2 separate regions of the Sus scrofa genome follow, and region 2 is linked to region 1. The links are chromatin contacts, called in public HiChIP or PLAC-seq maps. All regions are on one chromosome and are shown on one strand. The core of a region is the stretch at or near the end of the contact, and the rest is flanking DNA. Distances in the headings are between cores, read along the strand shown.

Evidence for each region. HiChIP or PLAC-seq counts read pairs in DNA pulled down with a chosen protein or histone mark.
Region 2: an H3K27ac HiChIP or PLAC-seq map of alveolar macrophages shows a contact between it and region 1. The contact joins the enhancer-like site here to the promoter of SLC4A7 in region 1. A contact is called at or near these places in 7 of 47 Hi-C or Micro-C datasets (embryonic fibroblasts, fetal heart ventricle, mesenteric adipose tissue and 3 more) and 1 of 2 datasets of contacts at active chromatin or transcription factors (alveolar macrophages).

Annotation. Positions count from the first base shown.
Region 1 is chr13:14,039,427-14,046,022 of Sscrofa11.1, reverse strand. SLC4A7 (sodium bicarbonate cotransporter 3) reads left to right here and starts at 2,915. Exons shown (of 26, transcript XM_021071464.1): 1 at 2,915-3,232. The coding sequence starts at 3,185. LOC102163580 (a long non-coding RNA gene) reads right to left here and starts at 2,752. Exons shown (of 4, transcript XR_001300094.2): 1 at 2,058-2,752.
Region 2 is chr13:14,175,829-14,182,424 of Sscrofa11.1, reverse strand. No RefSeq gene overlaps it. Among named protein-coding and RNA genes, the nearest start is that of EOMES, 37 kb to the left of the region's middle. Within about 2 kb of position 3,909, at least 3 of the 83 cell types and tissues checked have an H3K27ac peak or open chromatin away from gene starts, as enhancers often do. A contact at or near this core is called in alveolar macrophages, where this site is marked.

The DNA.
Region 1 (6,596 bases), core at 1,666-4,165:
CAGTGGGTTAAGGATCTGGCGTTGCTGTGAGCTGTGGTGTAGGTCGCAGATGTGACTAGGATCCTGTTTTGCTATGGCTGTGATGTAGGCTGGCGGCTACAGCTCAGATTGGACGCCTAGCCTGGGAACCTCCATATGTTGCAGGTGTGGCCCTAAAAAAAGACCAAAAAAAAAAAATATATATATATATATATATATACACACACTGAGGGAACAGTTTGACTTTCAGCAGCTTTGAAAGTTTTATAGCTATCGTCATTGGCATTAAAGTAATTTTAACACATTATCCTTATTCACTTTTTACCACTATCACCTCAGGATTGAACTCTGGCTGAGTATGAGTTAAGTGGCAATTGAGAGTAATAAATTCCATAATTCAGGCCTTTATTACATTATTTTTCCAGCAGTTGGGATGAAGTGAGGAGGGGACAAAGTGCATGGCAACACAGAAATCACTCAAAAAATAATTGTGGACTAAATAAGTCATTTTTTCCCCCCTTTTCACAAGTTGAATTATGAGAAACATTTTCTAGCATGGTCTCCTGAGCATATATTTGTAAGCTCTTATTGAAGTTGCCTACTTAGCTTTTCAACTCTGACTCCAAGGGCATAGGCTCATACTTTGCTCCTGTCACTACTTTGGCCATATCCTCAGCTGTCTCCCAGGGTACTCCTAGTTCTTAAAGAATGTTGGTCTTCAGCTTCCCCACCTCCCACTTTCATTCATTTAATATAGGTACTGAGAGTTTACCAAGGCCAAGCAATCGGCTATGCATGCTGGTAATAGAATAGGAAATGTAACAGATGAAAAAAATTGCATGAGGCTTATATGGAGCACACATTAGTGTGTGTGTGTCCACAGAAAAGTTAATTGACAGTAATCTAAGAAAGAAATGGACAATTTTTGAGGCAGCCTGAGGGTTTTAACCCAGGAGACAGTCTTTCAGAAAGCTCTGAGGACTGGTTTGCCCATTAGCAGTCAAAGCACAGTTATTTAAGTTTTGGAGATAAAGAATTCTACATAAAAATTCTACACTGACTTCCCCCTGCAATGGGAACGCTGCATCTTGGGAGTGCTGGGATTCAAGCTGGATCCCAGGCTGGCACAGTGGGTTAAGGATCTGGCTTTGCTGCAGCTGTGGCTTTGGTTGCAACTGAGGCTTGAATCTGATCCCTGGCTCAGGAACTCCATATGCCTAGGGGCAGCCAAAAATTGAAAAACCCACTCTGACAGTTTACATAGTTCAACAATGTGAGTAGTGGGTCATTGTGACCCCTTACAGGATTGAGAAAGGAATATTATCTCCTAAAAAAAAAAAAAATTACCTTGTTGCCATAGCAACGAGGGATGTGAGCCGTGTCTGCGACCTACACCACAGCTCATAGCGATGCTGGATCCCTAATCTGCTGAGCAAGGCCAGGGATCAAACCGGCATCCTCATGGATACTAGTTGGGTTCGTTACTGCTGAGCCACAAGGGGAAATCCCTGTTGAACTTTCTTTAATGAGGCATTAGAATGGTGCAATGGAAAGCGCAGTTCCACTAACTAGGATTTAAAACCAATTATCTCCCTGTGCCTCAGCTTCTTTATCCCTAAAATGGGGATAACAGAACATATATTGTAGTGGGAGGATTAGAGATGGAGTTTGCATTAATGTACAGTGTCAGATTGTAGTTTAAATGGTAGCACATGTGCTCTTTATACAATAAAAAAATAACGTGTGCCTAGAAGTAACTCTGGGAAATTTAGAAAAAAGAAGACTAAGACCCAAAACTGGAAGGAGTCATTCATCAAACTTACCTTTTTTTTTTTTTTTTGGTTTTTCTGGGACTGCACCTGCGGCATATGGAGGTTCGCAGGCTAGGAGTCTAATCCGAGCTGTAGCCGCCGGAACCACAGCAACGCCAGATCCCAGACGCCTCTGCGACCTACACCACAGCTCAGACAACGCTGGATCCTTAACCCACTGAGTAAGGCCAGGGATCGAGCTGCAACTTCATGGTTCCTAGTCGGATTCGTTAACCACTGAGCCATGAGGGGAACTCCCAAACTTACCTATTTCTGACTTTAGAAATATCCTATTTGAGATGGATGGAATAAACTCTCCAGACCTGCTGTAATAGAAAGTTTCCTTCCACAGAGCTGACTTAACTCCTCTTCACTAACCCTTTTGTTCTTTTGTAAACACCCAAGATAACTTAGTCAACAATGATGCCTAGTTAACAAGCAGGCACTTTTCCGAGTCATGCACGTTTCCTGATAGCAATTCACTCAATCCTCCAATGACCTTCGTGGCAGGCACCATCACCACCTCCAGTTAGAGCTGTGGATACCGGAGAAGTACCTTAAGAGGTGGACGAGTGTGGGCGCCGCCGTGGCACACGAGGACACCTGGCCGGGAGTGCTCCCCTTTTCACTGGCCCCGAGTTGGGCTTCTTGCCTGCAGGGCTGAGAGAAAAAGAACTTGCAGCAATCCTGAAGACCGTTAGTTCCTCTGGGGCTCCCTCGAGCATCCTTGAAACGGGTGGCTGCCTTCTTTCCTCTTGCCACTAAAGAACGTGGTTAGGAGCTGGGCGCGGTGGTGACCCTCACCCAACTTACGACTAGAAAAACGAGTCAGACACTTATTTTTGGTCACTTACGATTTTACCAAGGGGGGCCAGCCTCCTGAGAAGGCGGCGTGGCGGGAAGGTGAGTATGGAACCCCGAGGGCTTCCGATTGGCTGGGACGGGCGCCCTCCCGCCCCCTCCCGCCCCCTTCCGCCCCCTTCCCGCACCGACTCGGGGCGGTGGGGCCCGGGGGCCCACCCGCGCATTTAGGAGGCCCGCGGGGCTGTCGGGCAGGGGGCGGGGCGCAAGGGGCGGGTGGTGGGCGGTGGGCGGGGCGGGTGTGTCGTCACGGCTCGGCCCCGCCCCCGGCCTCCGCGGCACCCTCTTCCCCGCCTCGGCCTCCTGCTCGCTCAGTGCTTGCTCCACGTTCCACGCCGCGGCCTCCGGCCCCGCAAGAGGCAGACCCGGGACCGCCGCGTACGCGCCCCTCTCGCGCGCACGGTTCTCCCCACGCGCGCGCCCTGCGCACGGACGCACGTTCGTTTCCCCTCGCGCGCCTGGCTCTCGGCGGCGGCAGCGAGCGGATCGTACGCGGCACGGCGGAGCGGCTGCGGCGGGCTGGAGGGCCGACTATGGAGGCGGACGGGGCAGGCGAGCAGATGAGACCACTCCTCACCCGGGTAACGAGCTGGGCGCGGACGCAGCGGGCGACGGGCTCCTCGGCCGGGCACGGGGCGCGGCGGACAAAGGCGGGGACGCGGTGAGCCGGCCACTGGTCCCGGCTCGGCCCCCCAGCCGCCGGCGGCCGGCGCGCCAGGCAGCCCCTTTGTGTGTGGCCGTCAGGGACGAGGGGCGGCGGCGCCGGGGAGGCCCGCGTGTGGCGGCGGTGCGTCCGGGGCTCTCGGCTTCCGGGGAACCCGGGGGTCCGCCGCTCAACAGCCCGCCCGCGCCGGTCTCTGTCTGGCCCACTGCCCCGGGATCTCCGCTCCGGTGGCCTTGGCGCTGGAGCTGAGGCCGGCCCTTCTCTCAATGGGCAGGAGCGCGACTCCACCTGTGTAGCCCCAGGCAGCGGCGCGGAGCTGGGTGAACCTTTCCCATCTTTTCTGTCCCCCATCCGGCCCCCGTGCGCTTTGTTCCGGGACTCCTCTGGCCTCGTGGACGCCGCCTGCCTTTGCGGCCAAGGCTGCCCCTCGCTGCAGACTGCCTGGGCCGCCGCCTCTTCGGGCGAGAACCGGAGGAGTGTCCTCCTGCCGCAGGCCAAGTAGAAAGAGGAAGGTGTCCCGAGCCCCGCGCGCTGTGCCTTTCAGCGGCCCAGGCTGGCCTTGGCCTCACGGTTGGAGGGGTGTGGTGGTGGGCTTTTTCAAAAGGTCGGTCTTCGCGTTTGTGATGCTGGACGCGGGGCCCAGGCTTGAGAAACTGACTTCCTGCTTTCACGTGGGATGCATAGGTCCCCCCAGGTCTCTCCTTCCTTCATAGTCCGTGACTCAAAAGAGCATAGAAGTGTTAGAAATTTTCCTCTTTCCAGCCCTTACTTTGTAACCAGCAAAGGAAGGAAGGTTGCAGTGAAAATTTTCCAGTCTTTCACAACTAACAGGGAAATTGTTTTTAACGTGTTTTTATTCAAGAATTTCACTTATTCCCCACTCTCACCCCGCCCCCGTCCTTTTAAAGATTACCGTAAGGCCCCCGCAGAGTAGCCATTCATCATCTCAATATGTTCACCCATAAATTCTCAAAACATGGAGGAAAAACTTAGCCTCCAGACATTGAAGTCAATTAACAGTGGTTTTTGGGACGATCACTCGTAGTGGTGGTCATGGAATACTGGAGAAACCCTTTCGTCCTAAGGAATCCTCTGTAATTCTTTGGCCTTTGAATAAACTATATTTTGCATGTATTTCTTCGCACCTTCTCTAATAGCGTGCCTCAGATACACTTGGCTGCTCTTAAATTTATTATTTGCAAATTTTCGATTCAGAGTAGTAAAGAGCATCTTCGTTTCATAAAGCTGGAAACAAATGATATTTTCTCAAAGATTGACTCATTAGCTAGCAAAAGAAGCATTTGATAATGCTGGTGCTTTCCAACTCATTCTTTCATTCATTGTAAGAACACTTTCTTCGAACCTGTTCTGTAGTATTCAGCAAGATAGGACCAGCTCAAATGAGGTAGACCAGTGACACAGATGATCAAACACTGTTATTGATGGCATGGCAGGGCAGCACTTTGGAAGGGTATACTCCTGAAATCTTGGGAAGATAAGCTTTGGCTACAGTAACCATATACAAATTGATAATGTAAATCAAATATAAAAAGCTATCATATGGTCTAAAAATAGAATGAGAAACAGGAAAACTATTGCTTTAAGTAGTAGAGAACACTTGCTTGAAAACTGGGAAGAAAGGAACTGTTTGCACTGAAAAAGTTAACTCTTTCCTCACCGATATTTATCTGGTAAATGAAAGCCATAAAAGTGGACGATTATGATATTCATCAGTCATAACTTCTGTAACTAGTAGCCCAACTGCTTAGCATGTTGAAAAATAGAATAAAATTATTATTCATAAAATGCTGCCTTAGGTATGTATGCAGAAACATAAATGGTGGCAGTTTATAGTACTCTGAACCTGGAGCCTGTTTCATAATTTATGCTCTAAAGTTTCTTTTCTTAAAATTCTGTAGTTTTCATTGATTGTGGTTTTGGACTAGAGAGGAAAGTCATCTATTAAAAAAATGCAACCTTTGTTTGCTTTGTTACAAAGACTCATCATCATCCTAGACCTCCCTGAGAACTGATTTTGAACTGTCATTCTTATTTTCGTGTATAGATTATTTCCTGTCACAACAAATGGCACTGTTTAGAAGGTTCTCAGGTTTTAGCAAATGTTCTGCTTTTAAACGGCATATGATTTAACAGAATTCTGTTATAATTGTTACATAACTTCATTCATTTCACAGGTACCTACTAAGTATCTCCTAGGTGGCAGGCACTGGGGATATAGGCAGACAAGATAGAATCCTAAACTCATTGAGTTTATTTTGGCGTGTGTAGTGAATACAGTGATAGCATTTGCATTCCTGCTAATGCCATTCGTGAGTGTCAGTTAAAATATTTTCATGAGCCTGTTAGAAAGACTTTCAGAAAAGCAGTCCTTTGTAGGAATGATATTAACAACACAGCGTGAAGTCAGTGGTGACTGGCAAGGGGAGGTTCTTCGGTAAGTCTGTAGTGTGCGTTCTCTTTGAGGAGCCCTATGGCTATGGTCATGATAGCTCTAGAGATATTATGCACCCCAGGCACATTATTAGGATCTTAGTTCCCTTTTGGCCTGATAATTGGTATCTCCTCCATTTTTTTTTTACCCCTCCATGGAGGGCAATCATCCATCCTTGGGGGCAATGAAGGGAGAAATGACAAACCTGTCATCAGGCCAGATGAAACTGTAGAATAGTTGAGCTGGATTGAAGAATTGTTTTATTTGATAATTAAGCCTAGGGAGTACACAAGTTTTCTTTTAAGAGAACTTTAGAGATGAAAAGAGAGTGTCTTGTTAGAATTGATTCCTCTTAGTTGAGTAGGTTAAAATCGAAACCCAAAGTAACTTTGTGTTGGAGGAACCTGGTTTATTATCTTAGTGGTATGTGGTATGCTAAAACCTAGGTAGTTACACTTGTCAACATCCTGTAATGGGTTGTTTTTCTTCTTCTTCCCCTTCTTACTGTATTTTGCCACAAATGGTGATGTTAAAGTGGATAGTATCTGCAACCTACCAAATGGGCCATTTATATCAAGGAGCATACAGGTAATTCATGGAATTAATATGACAGATTATTCAGTGTGGCTTTTGATTTTTATTCTAACTTCCTCTTGTTGATTACAGATTCTTATATAGTTACCGCTTCTTATGCATATACTATTTCCAATTTTGCAATAAGCATGTATCAGTAATGAAGATCAGGGTTCATATATGTAAAGATTGTTCACTACTCTCCCACTCAAAAAGTTCAAAAGCCTCTTTTGAACAAGAGAGTTTTTGATTCCTG
Region 2 (6,596 bases), core at 2,660-5,159, 140 kb before region 1:
GTTTGTGATTGGCATGTGCACACTGTTGTATATAGAATGGATGGCAACGGAGACCTGTTGGGAACAGGGATGGCCCAGGGAACTCCGCTCAATATTCTGTGATAACCTACACGGGAAAAGGATCTGAAAAAGGATGGATATGTGTATACGTATGATGGAGTCACTTTGCTGTGCAGCAGAAATTAACACAACAATGTAAATTAACTAGATGTCAATAAACATTTTAAATGAAAAAAATGTATACACCTTTCATGAGGGAGGATTGTTGGGTGATAGAACTACCCTGCATCCTGATTGCAACGGGGGGGTCACAAATGTGTACAGAACTGTACACACCACCAATAGTCAATCTTATTCCAGGATAATTTTTAATGAAAAAAAAAAAGTTTTGAAGGAAAAAACATCCCACACTTTTCATGGGAAATATTTAAAATATATCCTTTCCAGCCTTTCTCAGCAAGGTAAATTGCATGTGAGCTTAGTTCTGTGGGATTGGGGCATCCGTCTGACCGCATGTGATCTGTTCACTGTTCCCGCTGGCCAGGCAGCCAGGCAGCCTTCCCAGGAATTACTGGAGCCCTGAGGCCAAGTGCTCACTGGGCTGGTTTTCCTAGAGGACTTTTGTCATGACTCCCTATTTTCCTGCGGCAGTATGCCTGACTTTTTTTTTTTTTTTTTTTTGCTTTTTAGGGCCACACTTGTGGCATATGGAAGTTTCCAGTCTAGGGGTCGAATCGGAGCTACACCTGCTGGCCTACAGCCACAGCCACAGCAATGCCAGACCTGAGCCACATTGTGACCTACACCACAGCTCACAGCGACACCAGATCCTTAACCCACTGAGCGAGGCCAGGGATTGTACCCCCGTCCTCATGGATGTTGGTTGGATTTGTCAGCCGCTAAGCTACCACGGGAAATCCCCAGGATGCCTGACTTTAATAGTGTTAGGATTTAGTTCTTAATTCCTTTCTCCTGATTTGTTTAGGGCTAGAAAATCACATAAGGAAGTTTTTTGGAATAATTTTAAAACTGTGAGATAATATATATGAATATTACTCGCTCATAAAAAAAATTGAAATCTTGCCATTTGGAAAGATGTGCATGGGCCTAGAGAGTATTAGGTTGGGTTAAGTGAAATAAGTCAGGCAGAGAAAGAGAAATACTGTATGATTTCACTTATATGTGAAATCTAAATACCACATAAACCAAGCAGAAACAGACTCACAGATGCAGAGAACAAACTGGTGGTCGCTAGAGGGGAGGGTGATGGGGGGTTGGGTGAAATACTTGAAGTGGTTTAAGAGGTACAAACTTCCAGTTCTAAACTAAATAAGTCACAGGCACATATGTACAGCACAGGAAATATAGTCAATGATATCATAATAACTGTGCATTGGCCACATATGGTTATGAGACATTGTGCTGATTCATGTGAAATGTATATAAATGTCAAAGCACTACATTGTACACCTGGAACTAGTATATATTGTAGGTCAATTATACTTCAGTAAAAAAAAGAATTCATCTGGAGTCCCCTTGCGGCACAGTGGGTTAGGGATCTGGCATTGTTACTGCAGTGGCTTGGGTTGCTGCTGTGGCATGGGTTTGATCCCTGGCCCAAGAAATTCTGCATGCCATGGGCACAGCCAAAAAAAAAAAATTCTAAAAAAAAACCCTCTGTGGAGTTCCTGCTGTGGTGCAGTGGGTTAAGGGTCTGGCATTACCATAGCCATAGATGTGTAGATGGCAGCTGTGTCTCAGATTCAGTCCCTGGTCCAGGAACTTCCATGTACTGCAAGTGCAGACACACACACACACACATACACACCACACACACCTCTGAGTAAGAGTTAGCAAAATTCCTTATGTTTGAACATAAAGCCTAGAATGTTTCCCAGCTCCCACATAGACTACAGACTGATGCTCCTATACAAGTTATTACCACACAAATTAGATTCTTACTGTATTTTACTTGTTAACCAAGACATTTTATTTTGAAAAAAAAAAATAAGGGGAAATAGGGTGTTAGGACATGATCCATTCTAAGACAAATTATAAACCTGTTTTTATTTTGTTTTGTTTTTGCCTGTGTCCAGGCACGTGGAAGTTCCTAGCCAGGGATCAAACATGTGCCAGAGCAGTGCCTCAAGCCACTGCAGTGACAACACTGGATCCTTAACCCGCTGTGCCACCAAGGAACTCCTTTATATTCTAACCTGTAAGCTGTTTCTTCTAGCCCCCCAAACTGCCCTGATAATCCAAGAAAGTACCTTGCATTTTAAGGGTCTAGGAGAACCCAACTGTGTCTCTTTCAGGCTGTAAGAGGTGGCCTGAGCTTTATTTTTATTTAAAAAATTTTTATTTTATTTGGGTTCCTGTCTTGGCTCAGCAGAAATGAATCTGACTAGCATTCACGAGGACGCAAGTTCGATCCCTGGTCTCCCTCAGTGGGTTAGGGATCCAGCATTGCCTGGAGCTGTGGTGTAAGTTGCAGATATGGCTCGGATCCCGAGTTACTGTGGCTGTGGTGTAGGCTGGTAGCTACAGCTTCGATTCGACCCCTAGCCTGGGAACCTCCATATGCCATGGGTGCAGCCCTAAGAGAAAAAAAAAAAAAAGTTTATTGTTTAAATTTTATTGGAGTGTAGTTGCTTTACAATGTTGTGTGAGTTTCAGCTGTATGGAAAAGTCACTCAGTTATACATATACATACATCTATTCTTTTTCAGATTCTTTTCCCATATAGGTTATTATAGAATCTTGAGTAGGGTTCTCTGTGCTCTGAAGCAGGTCCTTGTTGATTACTTATTTTATTTATGGTAGTTTGTATATGTTAATCCTAAACTCCCAATTTATCCCTCTCCCCCACCTTTCCCCTTAGGTAACCGTAAGTTTATTTACGAAATCCGTGAGTCTGTTTCTGTTTTGTAAATAAGTTCATTTGTATCTATTTTTTAAATTAGATTCCACACATAAGTGGTATCTTATGCTATTTGTCTTTATCTGTCTGACTTACTTCAACTGGACGGCTACATGGAGAAGAATGAAGTTAGAACATTCTCTAACACCATACACACACACACACAATCTCATAATGGATTAAAGACCTAAATATAAGGCCAGACGCTATAAAACTTTTGGAGGATAGCATAGGCGGAACATGCTGATATAAATCACAGAAGTATATTTTTGAATCACTTCTTGTCTTTTTTTTTTTTTCTGGGGCCGCTCCCGCGGCATATGGAGGTTCCCAGGCTAGGGGTCTCATTGGAGCTGTAGCCTCCAGCCTATGCCACAGCCACAGAAACGTGGGATCCAAGCCGAGTCTGTGACCTACACCACAGCTCACAGCAACGCCAGATCCTTAACCCACTGAGCGAGGCCAGGGATCAAACACACAACCTCATGGTTCCCACTCAGATTTGTTAACCACTGAGCCACCACGGGAACTCCTGAATCCACTTCTTACAGTAATGAAAATAAAAACAAAAATAAACAAATAGGACCTAATTAAACTGAAAAGTTTCTGCACAGCAAAGGAAGCCATAAACAATACGAAAATACAACCTATGGAATGGGAGAAAATATTTGCAAGTAATGCAACCCACAAGAGATTCATCTCCAAAATATACAAACAGCTCGTGCAGCTCAATATCAAAACACCAAACAACCAATCAAAAAATGGGCAGAAGACCTAAACAGACATTTCTCCAAGGAAAACAGACAGACAGCTGGATTTGAAGAGACCCCTTCCCCTCTCCAGCCTGATCTCTGAGGTTCCTTCCTCCAGCTCTGAGTCTAGCGAGGCTGCAAGTCCATGGGTGTCCTGCAGCCTGAGGCTAGTAGGGGCTGTGGCACTCAGCGACCTCCCAGGCTTCAGGCCTCTAGGGGGCAGAATTGACAAGAGCAGGAGAGGCACCCGTCCATTCCTGGGACTTCTCATGGCGGTTTCCAACCCTTACTCGCTGTCTCCACCCTATGTCTGACATAGAAATAGCTACCAGTAGTGAATAATAGCTACCTTCAGAAGTTTCCTGGTGGCCCAGTGGCTCCTGTCAGTTTCCTGGTGGCCCAGTGGCTTAGGTCACTGCTGTGGAGTGGGTCCAATCCCTGGCCCAGGCGCTTCCACGTGCTGCGGACATGACCAAAAATAAAAATAAGTTTTTAAAAATAAAAGAAATAATAATAACTACTATCAGAGTTTCCACTGTGGCTCAGCAGGTTGAGAACCTGACTAGTATTCATGAGGATGGAGGTTTGATCCCTGGCCTTGCTCAGTGGGTTATTGAAGCATAAGTCTCAGATGTAGCTGAGATCCTGTGTTGCTGTGGCTGGGGTGTAGGCCGGCAGCTGCAGCTCCAATTTGATCCCTTGCCCAGGAACTTCCATGTATTTTGGGTGTAGCCCTAAAAAGAAAATAATAGTAATAATAACTACCATCAGTATTAATTACTATATAATTAACAGGTTGTAATCAATAGTTATTATTAACAGCAAGAACTTTTATTCTGGAGTTCCCATCGTGGCACAGTGGGTAACGAATCTGACTAGGAAACATGAGGTTGCAGGTTCGATCCCTGGCCTTCCTCAGTGGATTAATGATCCGGCGTTGCCATGAGCTGTGGTGTAGGTTGCAGATGTGGCTTGGATCCTGAGTTGCTGTGGCTCTGGTGTAGGCCAGTGGCTACAGCTCCGATGAGACCCTTAGCCTGGGAACCTCCATATGCCGTGGGAAGCCGCCCTAGAAAAAGACAAAAAAAAAAAGGAACTTTTATTCTTATCACATCTAATCTAGACAACACTTTCCATTTGCCTGACAGAGTTCACCTCAATGAAGAGATGGCGGTCCAAAACTCTGGGATCAGAGCCAGGGAGAGAGGCCAGTCCTCATCTGATGTGTCTCTAATGGGCACAGCCTGACTCACAGGTCTTAGGTCCAGGAAGCCTTTGGGTCCAGTTCTGCCTCCACTGCGATGGTTCCAGTGATAGTACCTAAGTGGTCTCACTGTGTGGTTGTACTTTAACCTTGGCCGCTGAGACAGGAGGAGGTTGGGTACCAGACGAGGGAAACCCACACTCTTCTCTGTTCCTTCCCAAGGAACAGAAGATGCAAGGCGGCTGATAAAGCCTTTCTTATCTTAGTGACAAGGAGGCAGTAAATTTGGTGACAAGAGCATGATTTTGTGATACGACACTTGAAATGAGCCATGATATGATCTCCGATCCCCCTTCCCTGTTCTCCTCTAGAAAATGGGCTTTCACAACCCTGGGATCTTGCTTAACTGACTTGCATGTTTGTATTTGTTTTCAAAATAACTCATCATCATTGCCGTCAATGGAGACTGGGAGGCTCCAGAGGGCCCGGGAAGCACAGCTCCTTGTCACCACATGCCTAGAGGCAGGTACCACCCCCATGCTAGTGTTGTTCACACTGTCACTCACCAGACGGGAATGAGCCACCAACTTGTGTCAGACACAGTCTCGGCCCCATTTCTGTAAAATCAGGCAGTTGCAGAGCTCCCTTCATGGCTCAGTGGTTAACAAACCCGACTAGTATCCATGAGGATTTGGGTTCGATCCCTGGCCTCGCTCAGTGGGTTAAGGATCCGGCATTGCCGTGAGCTGTGGTGTAGGTCGCAGACGCGGCTTGGATCCCGCATTGCTGTGGCTCTGGTATAGGCCGGCAGCTGAAGTTCGGATTAGACCCCTAGCCTGGAAACCTCCATATGCCGAGGGTGCTGCCCTAAAAAGACAAATGACAAAAAAAATAAAAATCAGGTGGTTGTAATCTTTGCCGCTGGAAGAAAGGTTCCAATGCAATGCTGTGCTATGAATGTGGGGAGAAGGGGGCCACCTAGAGGGTCCCAGATCCATTTCTGGGGCCAAAGAAACCTGAGGAGGCAACGCTTGATCTGAATCTTGAAGGGTGAGGAGGAGACAGCTAGAGGGAAAAAAGTCAGGGAGCATTTCGGGGCAAGAAGAGCAGAAGCAGAGATGCGCTGTTCACTAATGCAAATCAGAGTGTTGAGTAAAGAAAACCAAAAAGTAATATGGCTGCCTGACCAGAGGTCAGGGACTCAGAGTTCACATCTTGCACTATCAACAGCTTGTGAACCTGGCTCACCTAGTCACTGAAATGCTGAGGCCTGGAGGGCAAGCTGATTGTGCTCAAAGATGGCCTGAGGCCTCACTTTCTCTAGTTCTGGATTTGGGGTTAACCCTGAGAAGGCAACCAGGGACACCCCTCCTTGTTGGCAGCACCGCTCACAGCCACGCCTTGCTGGACAAGCAGTGAGGAGGCGTCTGGCACAGGGCCCTGCCCAGCCCAGCCACTCAGTCCACTTTTACATGAAAAACCAGAACTTCTCCTGGGGGTAGGGGTGGAGGGGGGGCAGGTGCAGAGACATCACTGAGAACCAGGCAGCAAGGCTCTGGGTGATGGGTGAATGATTTGGAGTTTGTGCCTGGAGTTGTTTCATGGGATAACTCAGAAAGCTGGAGTTCCCTGGTGGCAGGGTAGGTTAAGGATCCAGGATTGTCACTGCTGTGGCTCAGGCTGTTTCTGTGGTACAGGTTAGGTCTCTGGCCTGGGAACT